2 separate regions of the Sus scrofa genome follow, and region 1 is linked to region 2. A link is a contact called in public HiChIP or PLAC-seq data. All regions are on one chromosome and are shown on one strand. Each heading gives the region's core, a stretch centred on a gene start, on an enhancer-like site or on the middle of the called end of the contact. The rest is flanking DNA. Distances are from core to core; before and after follow the strand shown.

The links. HiChIP or PLAC-seq counts read pairs in DNA pulled down with a chosen protein or histone mark.
Region 1: a contact with region 2 is called in an H3K27ac HiChIP or PLAC-seq map of alveolar macrophages. The contact joins two enhancer-like sites. A contact is called at or near these places in 9 of 47 Hi-C or Micro-C datasets (embryonic fibroblasts, fetal skeletal muscle, mesenteric adipose tissue and 4 more) and 1 of 2 datasets of contacts at active chromatin or transcription factors (alveolar macrophages).

Annotation. Positions count from the first base shown.
Region 1 is chr1:129,782,878-129,789,612 of Sscrofa11.1, reverse strand. No RefSeq gene overlaps it. Among named protein-coding and RNA genes, the nearest start is that of TYRO3, 43 kb to the left of the region's middle. Within about 2 kb of position 5,297, at least 28 of the 83 cell types and tissues checked have an H3K27ac peak or open chromatin away from gene starts, as enhancers often do. A contact at or near this core is called in alveolar macrophages and retroperitoneal adipose tissue, where this site is marked.
Region 2 is chr1:129,555,343-129,561,908 of Sscrofa11.1, reverse strand. It overlaps MAPKBP1 (mitogen-activated protein kinase-binding protein 1), which reads left to right. Exons shown (of 32, transcript XM_021097365.1): 3 at 1-51. Among named protein-coding and RNA genes, the nearest start is that of JMJD7, 25 kb to the right of the region's middle. Within about 2 kb of position 3,383, at least 30 of the 83 cell types and tissues checked have an H3K27ac peak or open chromatin away from gene starts, as enhancers often do. A contact at or near this core is called in alveolar macrophages and retroperitoneal adipose tissue, where this site is marked.

The sequences.
Region 1 (6,735 bases), core at 4,048-6,547, 230 kb before region 2:
AGGGCTCCTACCCAGTCACTGCTGCAACCCCCTTCCTTCGCTGCAAATGTCCATTCAGATTGGGGTGAGGAAGGGGAAAATGGATATCATAAGGCCACATTGTTACCTTTTATAATAGTATTTTATTTAAAAAATCTTTTTATTGAAATATACTTGATTTACAATGTTGTGTCAGCAATGTTGTGTCAGTTTGAGGTGTATAGCAAAGTGATTCAGTTATATATACATATAATTTTTTATTTTTATTTTTAATTAAAAAAATTTTTTTTGGCCATACTTGCAGCATGTGGAGATTCCCAGGCCAGGGCTCGAACCTGCATCACAGCAGCCACTTGAGCCACGGCATTGACAACACCTGATCCTTAACCTACTGAATCACCAAGGATCTCCCTGACATTTTTAGATTCCCCCCTGCCCCACTTTAGGTCATTACAAGATATTGAGTGTTTCCTGTCACATACAATAGGTCCTTGTTGGTTATCTATTTTATATATAGTACTGTGTGTATTTTAATCCCAAACTCCTAATTTACCCCCCCACCCTCATAATACAATAATAATAAAAAAAAAAATGTTAAAGCAGAAAATAATCAGCTCCCAGCACCAGAAGGGGCATTGTTGTCCACAAAGATGAGAAATGTGCCTGTGCTCACCTCCATCGTGCCGGACTCAGGACAGCACTTTAGCATGATGCAGGAGTAGAAATGTGTAGATGATGTGCTCAGCCCAGTGTTGTCCCTTCCTGAGGTCCTGCAGGGTAGAGGAACTTTTCCTGAAAGGTACTGCTTTCGGGCAGGAAGTTTCTGGGCTGCCCCCTTCCCCACTCCAAGGAGTAGTTATGTTGCTCCCAGTCTTCCGTCCATCCTGATATTCCTGCAACCAGCACCAACTGGCAGCTCCCGCCTGTGGCCAGGGTTTCAGGACCCTTGGCCACGTGTAGGCTTAGGTTTAGGTCACATTCCAGCTGTCAGGGGACCACGATTCCACCCAATCCCAGAGCCCACAGACAGCAATTCAACATTCTAGGAGCTTAAAATCAACTCTGCCTTTATATTGGTGGGCCAGAGATTTTTCCAGGACCATCTGGACTCCCTGGAGTTGTTGCCAATAGGACAGCAGGGAAACTCCAGACCAGCCCAGGCTTACTGGCCCTAGGATACTAGTGTGGTTTCCTGTGAAGTCTTCCACTCACCAGGTCGGTCAGCTACCACCTGTTCCTTGTGTTTCACAGAGTCCTTTCAGTGGAGCTGCTTGGTTTCTTCAAGAGGCCAGGAGGAAAACAGCAAGGAGGAGGAGTGGAGAGAGTAAGACTCATGCCAAAAAGAGGGAGGAAGTGAGTGATGCTGAGGAAGGAGAAAAAGGCAAACAGCAGCAGCAGCAGGAACAGAAAAAAATTGGGAGTATGAAAGTGGGAGGGAAAGGCAGAAAGGCAGGGTTGTGTTCATGATAATATTAACTCAGTTCCTGGTTAATGAAAGTAAGGAGGAAAGCTTGCAGGGTTTTTTTGTTTGTTTGTTTGTTTTTGTTGAATTTGGCCAGGCCTGTGGCATGTGGAAGTTCCTGGGCCAGGAATCAAACCTGCACTAGAGTAGCAGCGGCCCAAGCCAACAGCAGTGACAACACTGGGTCCTTAACTGCTAAGACACAGGAGAATTCCTTAATTAATGATAAAGGGAGGTGTTTCCACAGTCCCCATTCCTGGGAAGAGCTGTAGGCTAACTTGCAACGTGGTCGAGGAGGTCGAAGTTGGGGAGACTAGCAGAGCTGAGTGGCTTTGCTGCATTCTCCTGCCCCCAGACTGGCAGAGGGGGTTCAGAGGTTGAGATGCCAGAAGCTCTTTGAAGGCAGTTTATCTCTCTCTTGAGTTTTCCCTCTTTTTCTTCTGCTTTGTTTTCTTTTTGTCCTGCTTGACCCTGGATAAGCCACTAAATCTTTCAGAATCTTCTGCGTCTATAAAATAGAGATAAGAACACTTTCTCTGGCCTTTTCACCAGAATACTGTCAAGATCAAATCAGCTCTCATTTATAAAAGTGCTTTGTATATTGCAAATTACTATACAAATTTTTTTTTTCCTTTTTTTGTCTTTTTGCCATTTCTTGGGCCGCTCCCGCGGCATATGGAGGTTCCCAGGCTAGGGGTCGAATCGGAGCTGTAGTCGCCAGCCTACACCAGAGCCACAGCAACATGGGATCCGAGCCGCATCTGCGACCTACACCACAGCTCATGACAACGCTGGATCCTTAACCCACTGAGCAAAGCCAGGGACCGAACCCGCAACCTCATGTTTCCCAGTCGGATTCGTTAACCACTGCGCCACGAATGGGAACTCCAACAAATGTTAAATGTGATGGCTATAGCCTAGGATGAAATTGCTTTCCCCAAAACACAAGCTTTCTCCGTCCCTCACTATGACTGTCAGGAATGGTCTTATTTGTATGATTTCAGAATTTCCCAAACCCTGGGCCAGCAGGAAATGTTGATGAGAACTTGGAAAACAACTGCTGGATCACTGGATTGACATGAAGTCTGTCCTTTCAATGGGTCTTATTTTCTGCTCTATGGGCAGTGATCCCCCTCCAATATTCACAGCTCACACTTTTGTTCTCCCTTCATTCAGTTAAGCAGGTATTCCAGGACCAAATTCCCTAAGAGCTATAGATTCTGCATATCTATTTAGAATAAATCTCTACATATCTATTTAGAATAAGTCTACATATATATATATATTTTTTGTCTTTTGAGGACCACACCCGCAGCATATGGAGGTTCCTGGGCTAGGGGTCAAATTGGAGCTGTAGCCGCTGGCCTACTTCACAGCCACAGCAACCCCAGATCTGAGCCACATCTGTGACTTACATCACAGCTCACGGCAATGCTGGATCCTTAACCCACTGAGCAAGGCCAGGGATCGAACCTGAAACCTCATGGTTCCTAGTTGGATTCATTTCTGCTGCGCCACGATGGGAAGTCCTACATATCTATTTAGAATAAGGCTCTGCATATTTAGAGTAAGTTTACTTGGGCCTAGAACATCTGGACCCTACATAAATACTGAGAGAGAGAGAGTGTGTATGTGTGTGTGTAGGGGGATGAACTTGAAAATGCTATAGGAATAAATAATGGAAGAGCAAGAGATTATAGTGAGATAACGCTAAACCAGTAGGAGAGGGAAACAGGAAAGGTGAATAAGAAAATAAAAGCTGCTCTCTGGTAGAGATGTAAAGATCAAAAATCTATCTAGAGCAGTTCCCATCGTGGCTCAGTGGTAACGATACCGACTAGTAACCATGATTACAAGGTTCAATCCCTGGCCTTGCTCAGTAGGTTAGGGAACCAGTGTTGCCACAAGCTGTGTCTTAGGTTGCAGATGTGGCTTGGATCTGGTGTTGCTGTGATATAGGCTGGCAGCTGTAGCTCCTATTTGACCCCTAGCCTGGGAACATCCATATGCCACTGGTCTTGCCCTAAAAAGACAAACAAACAAACAAACAAGCAAACAAAAAAAACCTATGTAGATAAGCAGTGACAATGAGGGAGTGAAACACGACTTAAAACTCAAGAGGAGGATTGTAGTCTGTTCAAGGAGCAAAAGGAGTGGGCGAAATGAAACTGACAGCACTAACGGCCTGAAGCTAACCAGAACATGAGCTGGGACTTGAATTGACTCAACCCAGCCAAAACCCAGATTGGGACTTGAACCCACAGTTTTAAATTAGAATCACTTACCCTGTGTCTGGAGTCACTGAGGTTCAGGTTCTTCATGTCTCCGTGCAGAAGGAATTCAGGGAGAGACAAAGTAATAGGCAAGAAATAGATTTATTAAGATAGGACGCTTGTGAGAGAAGCAAGTGGGCAGGCGTGGAAGCTCTGCCCCCAGGATCCAGTGGGCTACAGTTTTATCATCCAAGGGGAGTGGGGGTCAGAAAAGACTACCTCTTCCTTTCTGGGAGTAGTAGCTCCTCCTTGGTATCAGGTGAGGTGTGTATTCAAATTAGCAGAAGACCGTCCTCAAACTCCTGCCCTTGGTCTGAAGCTGAATGCAGGCCTCATCCCATCCCCCACCTAACAAAATGAGGCATTTCTCACACCTCCATTAATCAAGCAAGCCTGCCTGTGCTGATGGCTTCCTTGAGCAGTCATTAACTTACAGTGATCAGGAGTTCCCGATGTGGGGCAGCAGAAACGAATCCGACTAGGAACCATGAGGTTGCGGGTTTGATCCCTGGCCTCACTCAGTGAGTTAAAGATCTGGCGTTGCCATGAGTTGTGGTGTAGGTCGCAGATGCGGCTCAGGTCCTGCTTTTCTGTGGCTGTGGTGTAGGCCAGCAGCTGTACACCACAGACTGGGAACCTCCATATGCCACAGATGCAGCCCTGAAAAGCAAAACAAACAAACAAACCCCAAAACCCAAATAACTTACAGTGATCTTCCAATGTCCCCTTATCTATGGTCCTTTATTGGAACTTCTAAAACTACCTGTGCCGACTCCATCCTATCAGAAAGATAGACTTTTAGAATCTGTAGGTTTCATGTTCTGTTAGGAGAGGCAGGATCTTGGTGAGACTGTATGAAATCTTGAAAAGACTTGCAGATAGCTTAAGGTCAGTTGGCATGATCACAAGTTATCCTCAATCTGTGATTTCCTTGTGCGTGTGGATGCATGATATCTAGCTCTGATTAGAAATAGTAATTAGAAGATGACCTCCTTCTGTTATAAGAGATTACTTGCTCCTGTGTGTGGAGCCCCAAGGACTGGCTGCACAATGTTTTGCTGTTCAGGTAATGGCTTCGACTGTCTTTTTTTTTTTTTTTTTTTGGTCTTTTTGTCTTTTCAGGACCACACCTGCGGCATATGGAGGTTCCCAGGCTAGGGGTCTAATTGGACCTGTAGCCTCTGACCTACACCACAGTCACAGCAGCGCCAGATCCTTAACCCGCTGAGCGAGGGCAGGGATCAAACCCGCAATTTCATGGTTCCTAGTCAGATTTGTTTCTGCTGCGCCATGACGGGATCGCCTGGCTTTGACTGTCTAAACTCAAGTCAGCTGTAGTGCAGACATGGCTGATCTTTCCCAGCCTTTACACAGTGTGCTTAGAAAAACTGGGCTTCTCTTCCAGGAAAGGAGTAGATGTTGATATTCAGCACTCCTCTCAGGACTGGCCACAAAGAATGAAGACGCAGGTCAAACTTATCCATCAGTCCTTCTGAACTGACCTTCCCTGGAGGTCTCCCAACTGCCCAGTTTAGTTCTCCTTCCTCCTTCCTCACTGTAAGGAATGTCTTCCCTCCATATCCACCAGGAGGAGTCAGAGAGCACGCCCGCCTCTGTGGAGCTGGAGGCCCTGCTTTGGAGGGGATCGTAAGACTCCTCCCACCTCCTTCCCCCGTCGGCATAAGCAGAGGTTAGCGAGCATCAAGTCTGTTTCCCAGAGCGGGGAGGAGGATAATGAGGGAAGGCAGACAGCATATCCAAATGCACTTCCAAAACGAAAATGATTTCTGTGACACATGGTGCTACTGAGGGAGAGGTGATGACAGCCTCCTCCCATTTCAGGAACAGCTCCCAGAGTTGTCTGTAGGCGGATTCACATGACACATTCTTAAGCCCGGTTCCATTCTGTGTTGTGTTTGCTCCTTGTTCACATTTTAGGAACAATGGATCTCTACATCTTTCTGAGTCTGATTCTCAATTGGTTGTCTAGCGGTATATCCAGGCTGCTTCACTTGCCAAGCATGTGTGCCAGTATTTATCCTTTTCGAGTCATGAAACCTCAGCAATCCAGCTTTACCGGTGCATGTGAGCTAGAATACTGAATTGTGTGAATGTTGCTACTTCAAGAGAATTGTAATTAGGAAGTTGGGTGTTCCTCACAATATTTTGAGGTGAAAATATACTAATGCATATTGCTGGAGGAAGTAATACTAGTGATGCAGATTTGCCTGATAACTATTCTAAATCCAATTTGCCTTTTTGTGAGATAAAATTTGGGCCGTGGCATTTTTTGATTGATGTGTCTATATGAGGAGGTTTTTGGCTTTTTAGTACTGCTGCTTTTCTGTTCTCACTCTGCTAAGAATCTTTGCCAACATTACCACTGACATTTGAGGAAGAGAATAGAGACAGTTTGGCTTCTTGTAAATTCTTCTGTTCCCTTGGTGATGTAAATAATTATGGAAGCATATAAAAAGTTTTTAGCAAATTCGAATCTGCTTTTGGAAAAGCAGGTTTGTTACCTGTGGTAAGGGCTACAGAAACAACCTCAGCAAGATATTCTGTTTCTCTTGAACGCACTGTAAGTTAGAAAATCTTCCTTGGAATGTAGGGCCTACTGAGATGCCCATTCCACACCGATATAAAACATACGTTTTATAGGGTTCAGTAAAGTTATGCAGGTGTGTGGTCAGTCAGAATAAATCTCTGCCATCTTCAGCTTTACTAGGAGAATCCTGCCCATTGGGCAGACCCAGAGCTGAGGAACTTGAAAGGAGGGGCTGAACCACCTAAAACTGAGTGATTCTTAATTGTGGAATCCTCCATCTGAGAGTTTTTTATGTGGGGGAAGAGGGCACTTCTCCCCTGGAAGAGGTCTCACTTGAATTGCACCCTCAGTACCATACATTTCACTTTGACTAGTCTAAACGTTCTTAATGTTCTTCAAGTTCCCCATCCCCCTTTCTCCTTCCTTCCTCACCACTTCCTCTTTCAGTCTTGGCAAATCCCCTCCCTCCCTTC
Region 2 (6,566 bases), core at 2,134-4,633:
CAGAGGACTTGCTTGTGACCCCCGATCGGGCTTAGTTGCCTACCCAGCTGGGTAAGTGCCTTGGAAGAGGTTTTTTTTTTTATTGCTCGGGTATTTATAGCTATGCTAAACCAGTTGGGGTGGGCAGATACCTCCAAGTTAAGATTTGGTGCCATTTTTATAAAGGAGATACACAGGGCCAGGTAAAGACTCTTCGTTGATGGTTGTTGACTCTTTGTTGCCATCCTTCCTGCGTTTTGGCCACCCACAGCTCCCAGCACCATCTTCAATGTCTTTAATATCTACCTTTTAGTCATTTTTAAAAACAGATTTATTGAGCTGTAATTCACATATCACAAAATTCGCCCATTTAATACGTACAGTTCAGTGGTTTTTAATATATCCAGAGTTGTGCAGCCATTACTGTAGTCAATTTTAGAACATTTTCATCACCGCTAAAAAAACTGCATACCCATCAACACTCTCTATTTCCCCCCAAGACCCCCAGCCTTGGGCAGCCATTAATCTACTTTCTGTCACTATCGATTTGCCTATTCTGGACATTTTATATAAATGGAATCATATTTTTTTGTGAGTAGCTTGTCACTTAGCATAGTGTCTTCAAGGTTCAATATATGTCGTACTGGGTATCAGTACTTCATTATTTTTTATGGCCGAGTAACCTTCCATTATGTCAATACACAACATTTTAGCTATCATTGGCTGGTGGCCATTTGGGTTGTTTCCACTTTGGGGAATTATTATTATTATGAATAATACTGCTCTGAACATTTGTCTGCTCTGGTCACTTGGAGAGGTGTCACTGAGGTGGGAGACAGGTAGGAGTCTGGGGCTGGTGTTCTTCTTTCCCTTGCTCCTTTTCACTCCTCTGCTCCTACAGATGAGAAACCCACAACTGTAGCTGCTTTAAGCTTCTGCTGAAGTGTTTCTTTTGGAGGCTTGGGGCCTCTCCTGCTTTTGCTTCTCTCTGTCATCCTTTCTTCCGTGCCGCTGGGCACAGGAACGTGAAAATGGGCAGGCCGCTGCTCTGCCTCTTTCCCCACCATCAACTGGGGAATGCCAAGTTCCCCAGTGTGATTTCCACAGCAACTCTTGTAGTTTTTTGTATCGGTTATGTGATTTTTTTTTTTTTTCAGTTTTATTACCCTGTCGAAAAAAGCTGCCTTTATGAAGAATTTTTCTGTGTCGGGCACTTTGTTAAGCACTTTACAGGAGTTATTTTATTTAATACTCAGAGCAACCCTGTGAGGCCAAGCTGGTACTGTTATCATCCCATGTTTTAGGGAAGGAAACTAAGATTCAAAGAGGTTAACCAGGAGTTCCCACTGTGGCACAGAGGAAACGAATCTGACTAGTATCCATGAGGATTTGGGTTCCATCCCTGGCCTCGCTTGTTGCATCCGGGATCTAGTGTTGCCTTGAGCTGTGGTGTAGGTTGCAGATGTGGCTTGGGTCCCGCATTGCTGTGGCTGTGGCATAGGCTGGCAACTGTAGCTCTGATTCGACACCTAGCCTGGGAGCCTCCATATGCCGTGGGTGTGGCCTTAAAAAAAAAAAAAAATTAGCAGTTTGTCCCAGGTCACACAGCTAGTGTGTTTCTGTATTGAGATTCCGACCCAAGGAGTCTGAGTGCAGAGCTCTTACTCATAAAAATGGCACGAGGTGGGGAAGACCAGACTTTCTACTTATTTTTAAAAGCTGCTTTCCCCCTAAGCTCTTAACCTGCCTTTTGAAGGAGAAGAGGCCAATTTACAGGCAGCTCAGCCTAGGTCAGGGAGAGTTCTGCCCCCGGGATCTGGGCTCTGTCCCTTCTACGTGGCCCTTTGGCATTTGATGTCCGTGGTGGGGAACTGTGGGAGCAGCACAGACTTCCTCTGGCAGAGGCTGAGCTGGCCTCCTTTTCCCCTTCCAGAAGGAGGTTGATGAGCCGTCTCTGTTGCTGGCTACCCTGTGCAGTCTGCCTCTGGGGAATTCCACTCGTGCCTGCCTTGGCCTGGGAAAGCCAGGTTCCTTCTTGTTGGAGGTGGGGCTGGGGCTGGATGTGGGGCGAGCAGGAAAGGCCTGCTGCTCCTTGCTGCCTGAGCCCTGAGGGGCACAGAGCCCTTCGCTCCAACCCAGGCCTAGTGCCTTTAAGGAAGGGTGTGTGCTTCTGTTTATGGGCAGGTCCCAGCCTGGCATGTGTACCTGGGAGTCACTGTCCTTCCAGGTGGTGTGTGGAAGCTTCCCTGTTGTCACCTTTAGTAGGTTTCTTGCGTGTTTGGCTTGGGCCAGCCCTGGGCAGTGCCCTGATCTACCCCCTGACCTTTTCATTTTCTAGAACTTTGAGTGCTCTCCTTGTAAATGGCCTTTTTCTGAGTGTTTCAGTTTTGCCCTGTGCTCCAGCTCCCTGATGTGTGCCGCTGAGTATCTGGGGGCCACCAAAGCCTGTGTGAGTCAGGCAGGCTCTTTCCCTCCCCCCTTCCTTCTCTTCCTATCTGGTGATCCTAACCCTACCTCCATCCCCCACTCTCTAGTTCCTACTGCGCTTGTTGCTCTAGGAGCAGCTCAGGTATCCTAGAAACAAGAAGAGAAACAAAGCTCAGAAAATTCTCCCAGAGGCCTAGAGGCAAATATCAAACCAAAACAAAGTTTTCTGAAAGGAAATGAAACAGCTCAGGGAGGGTTGGGTGGAGGGGACGTATGTCAGGCAGAGGTGGGTTAAAGTCTCTGGGTGGAGACCCCTCAAGTTTCAGTGGCCCCTGGGTCTCTTCTGGGGAGCACTCCCTTTGCTCTTATCTTTCCCACAGGAAGCCCACACTTCACCTGTCACATTTTAAGCCCCCCTGCCCTAGGAGGCCAAGCCAGTCCCCAGATAGCTTCTTTGAGCCTCTCAGTCTAGTTGAACACCCCATAATTGACTCGGGCCCCTTCCCTTGCTGGCTTGGTAGAGGGTTCGGGGCCTTCAGAGCCCAGCACAGCCCCTGTTGCCGCTGTAGAATCAGTGCACAGGATGGGTTTCTCCTGACCCTTGATGCCAGAGTGCAGGGCCTCATGCAGGGCAGCTACTAGAGTGGGAGGTGTCCTGGAAAAGTGTCTGGCCTTACTCAGCAGCCAAGGGGAGACTCTTGGTTGGTTTAAGTACGGAGGAGGAGGGAAAACCTAGTTCTCCTGAGAAGGCCCTCCATTTACTCAGCGTGTATGGGAATTTATGCTGAGAGCCCCAGCTCCAAAGCTTTGAACTATGTGTGAAGCCACAGACTCCCCCTGGACTGTCTGTGTTCCAGTGACATCTGAGCTGAAGGAGCACACAGCTACCTTCTTCCTCTCTGTGGCAAACACTGTGCAGGGGTTGCCAGGGAGTATGTAGAGTTGTGGAGAGACTGGCAGGCCTAAGGAAAGAGGATGTGTGGACTTGGTGCCCTGATGGCTGTGAATCATATATGAGGTCACTCACAAAGTGCTTGTTCATCAGTAGTCATTCATTTGTTTGGCCGATTCTTGTTGAAAACCTGCTCTGGGCCAAGCACTGTTCCAGCCACAGGATATATAGCAGTAAGACCGTGTCAGTGCTTTTGTGGGGTTTAAGATCAAGGAAGGTAAACAGACACTAAGCATATAAACAAACAAATGAGCAAGATAGTATCAGAGAGCGGTAAGTGTTGCAAAGAAAGTAAAAAGGAGAGCGAGTAGGTCCCTGAGAGTGGGTAGGGGTGGGACTACTTTAAGACCTGTGGTCAGGGCTCCGTGGGAGGTAACATTTGAGCTGCTATCTGAATGGCAAAGAGGAATCTATGGAAAAGTGTCTGGCCATGTGTGTGAAGATCCATGCTTCCAGATGTTGGAGACCTCAATTGCAAAGGTCCCAAAGAAAGAAGGACCCAGTTCACTTGTTTGACAGCAGCCATGGTGGCCAGTGGGTGTGAGGAAGGGGACTCAGTCCCTGCCTTTGGGACTTGGCTTATAAGTCTTGCAGCTCACAGAGAGCCCCCCTCTTGTCCCGGAAGGGGATGCGTTTAGAATCCCCTGGGCAGAGAGAGGCGTACTGGTAGCTCTACACCATGACCATATTATTCACTGGGTTTTTACCACCAAGTCTTTTCTCACACCTGTGGGGGGAGTGGTCTCATAAAACATCGGAGAAACAGAGATGCCAGTGGGTCTCATGGGCTGGCCTCAGAAGGTTACTTATTTGGAAGGCATTAGATTCTGGGTACCTAAAGAGGACCACAACCAAGGATGCCCTAGGAAACACCCTAGACTCTTTTTATCTCTTAGAAGAATTAAAGCTATAAGACTTCCCCTTTGGGAGTGAATGTGAAGGGATGGTTTGTAATTCCGTACCAGGGTGAGGACCCTAATGAGTCACTAGTGTCCAGCAAGTCCTGTGTGGGAACCATAGTTGGTGTGCCTGCAGCAACTGCTGACCCCCCTGATTGCTCTTTCCTTGCGATTGGTGCCCCAGAGAACCCTTCGAGAAGATGGCCAGGAGCACCATGCTGGTCGCTTTGCATATGACTTTTTTAGTTTGCACAACAATTCTACGGCATAGGTTTTTTTTTTGTTTTTTGTTTTGGCATAGGTATTTTTATTTCTGTTTTCCACATGAGGAAACTGAGGTTCAGAGAAGTTAAAGGATATGCCCAAATCACAAAGTTAGCAGACAGGTCTGCCTGACCCCAGTTTTCTTTTTCTTTCCATCATCACACTGCCTTTGCGCATCAGTGAGTCCTGAAGGTCTAGGTTGGGAAGCTCCCCTGAGGCCTGCTACTCAGGCGGTTCCTTGTGAGTCAGGGCTTTGAGATCTGGTAGCTAGTGACTTAAAGATTTATTCACGAATACTTATTTAGTGCCCATTTTCTAATAAGCAAAATAAACAAATACCATTGACACAGAGCTGGCAGTCTCGTGATGAAGATAGATCCTCTTGCCTCCCCACAAAGTAAATTATATGGACTATTACAAACTGATACATGCTTTGGAAAAAGTATAAGCCATAAGCAGTGAAAGGGACTAGGGAGTGTAGGGATGTGGGGTTATACTGTTAAATGGGACTCTAGGGAGACTTGAAGGACTTTGGTGTGCCTCTGTCAGTCACCTGATTTTACTTGGTCTGAAAGAAGAAATTCCCAGGTGCAGGGTCGCTGCTCAGACCTTCTGTGTCCTGCTCCTGCTCCCTATGTGTGCTTCTGCATTCATTGCTCCTCCCAGGTTTCATTTGTTCCTGCTCTCTGAGAGATGGAGGGTTGTAGGAGGTGGATCCAGTGGGAATGCTGGGCTCTTGATAATGGCAGCAGGCCTGCACCTGTCCAGGGAAGGGGGTTGTTGAGGGCTTTGCCCTTCCTGGTTCAGAGAAGTCCCTGGGCAGTGAGCCCAGCACCTGGGTATGGTTGCTCAACCACGTGGCTCTCAGGCCAAGGCCCCAAGGGGCTGAGGCTTGGCTATCTCTATACAAGAGGGAGCAGTCTCCCTGCACCTGCACCCTGGGGTTCCAAGTTACAGGACTCAGCTGGTTGGGCCAGCTCCACCCTTGTCCTGTGGAGGATTGCAGCCAATACTGCTGCAAGGGCACGTCCAGATGCCTGCCCACTGTGCTGGCTGGGGTCAAGGGAGGTGGAGGCCAAAGGCCAGAGATTGATGCAGACTGCACCCTACCAGACTGAGGAACTTGCACAAAGTTCAGAGGAGACTGAGGGGCTCCCACATCAGTGTTTTTGAGGTCTCTTCTCTGGGGATGATGTCAACTATGTGGGTACAGGTGGACCTTGGATGTCTTTGCCAAGTTCTGCCTTCACTTTGCCATCTGCATTATTATGCTTACAAATGGAGCTGTGACCATGGCTTGGTCTATTCCTTCCTCTTTCTCTATGTTAGAGAAGGTTTACAAATTTGAATAATTAGTAGTAAAAATTTCAGCTTAAGTTCTTATCTCTGTATGTTTCCCTCCTTTGCTTAACTCCTCCAGGCTACACATGAGAATTTTTCAGGCTATATTGGGACGGGGGATGGGATGGGGAGGAGGCTGTTAGAAAGGGAGAGGTTGCCTTATAGTCATCTTTCTGTCTACATTGTCTTTTCACACACACACACACACTTATGCACACACATGCCACCCTTCTTCCTTCTTACACTATGGAGTCAAATTTAGGGGAAGCAGGAAACAGAAGCAGGAAACCAGCAAGACTCAGAACTTATGTGCAGTGACTTGGAAAGTGTTTTAATGCATCTAATGCCCTGCCCTTGAGAGGTCATCATGCTGCTTTGGGTTTAAGGGAAAACTCAAAAGCCTATACCATGGAGCCGTCGTTTCCTCCTTTTTCTAGATTGGGAATGTGACTCTCTGGAATCTGCATTGAGGGGGTTCAAGTCAGATCAGCTCTCAGATGAAGCCCTTTGCCATGGTTTATCTGGGGCTGATCTGAAAGTGAGGTATCTGCTCAGACTGAAAGCCATCGCCAGAGAGATGTGCCTGCAGAGGGCCTCCCTAGCCAGTCAGCACAAGTAGCGAGAAAACATCAGTTCTCTGAAACACTTGCTGGACTTTTCATGATGGTGGCAGGCCCAGGAGTTATCTTGCTCATACACTGAAT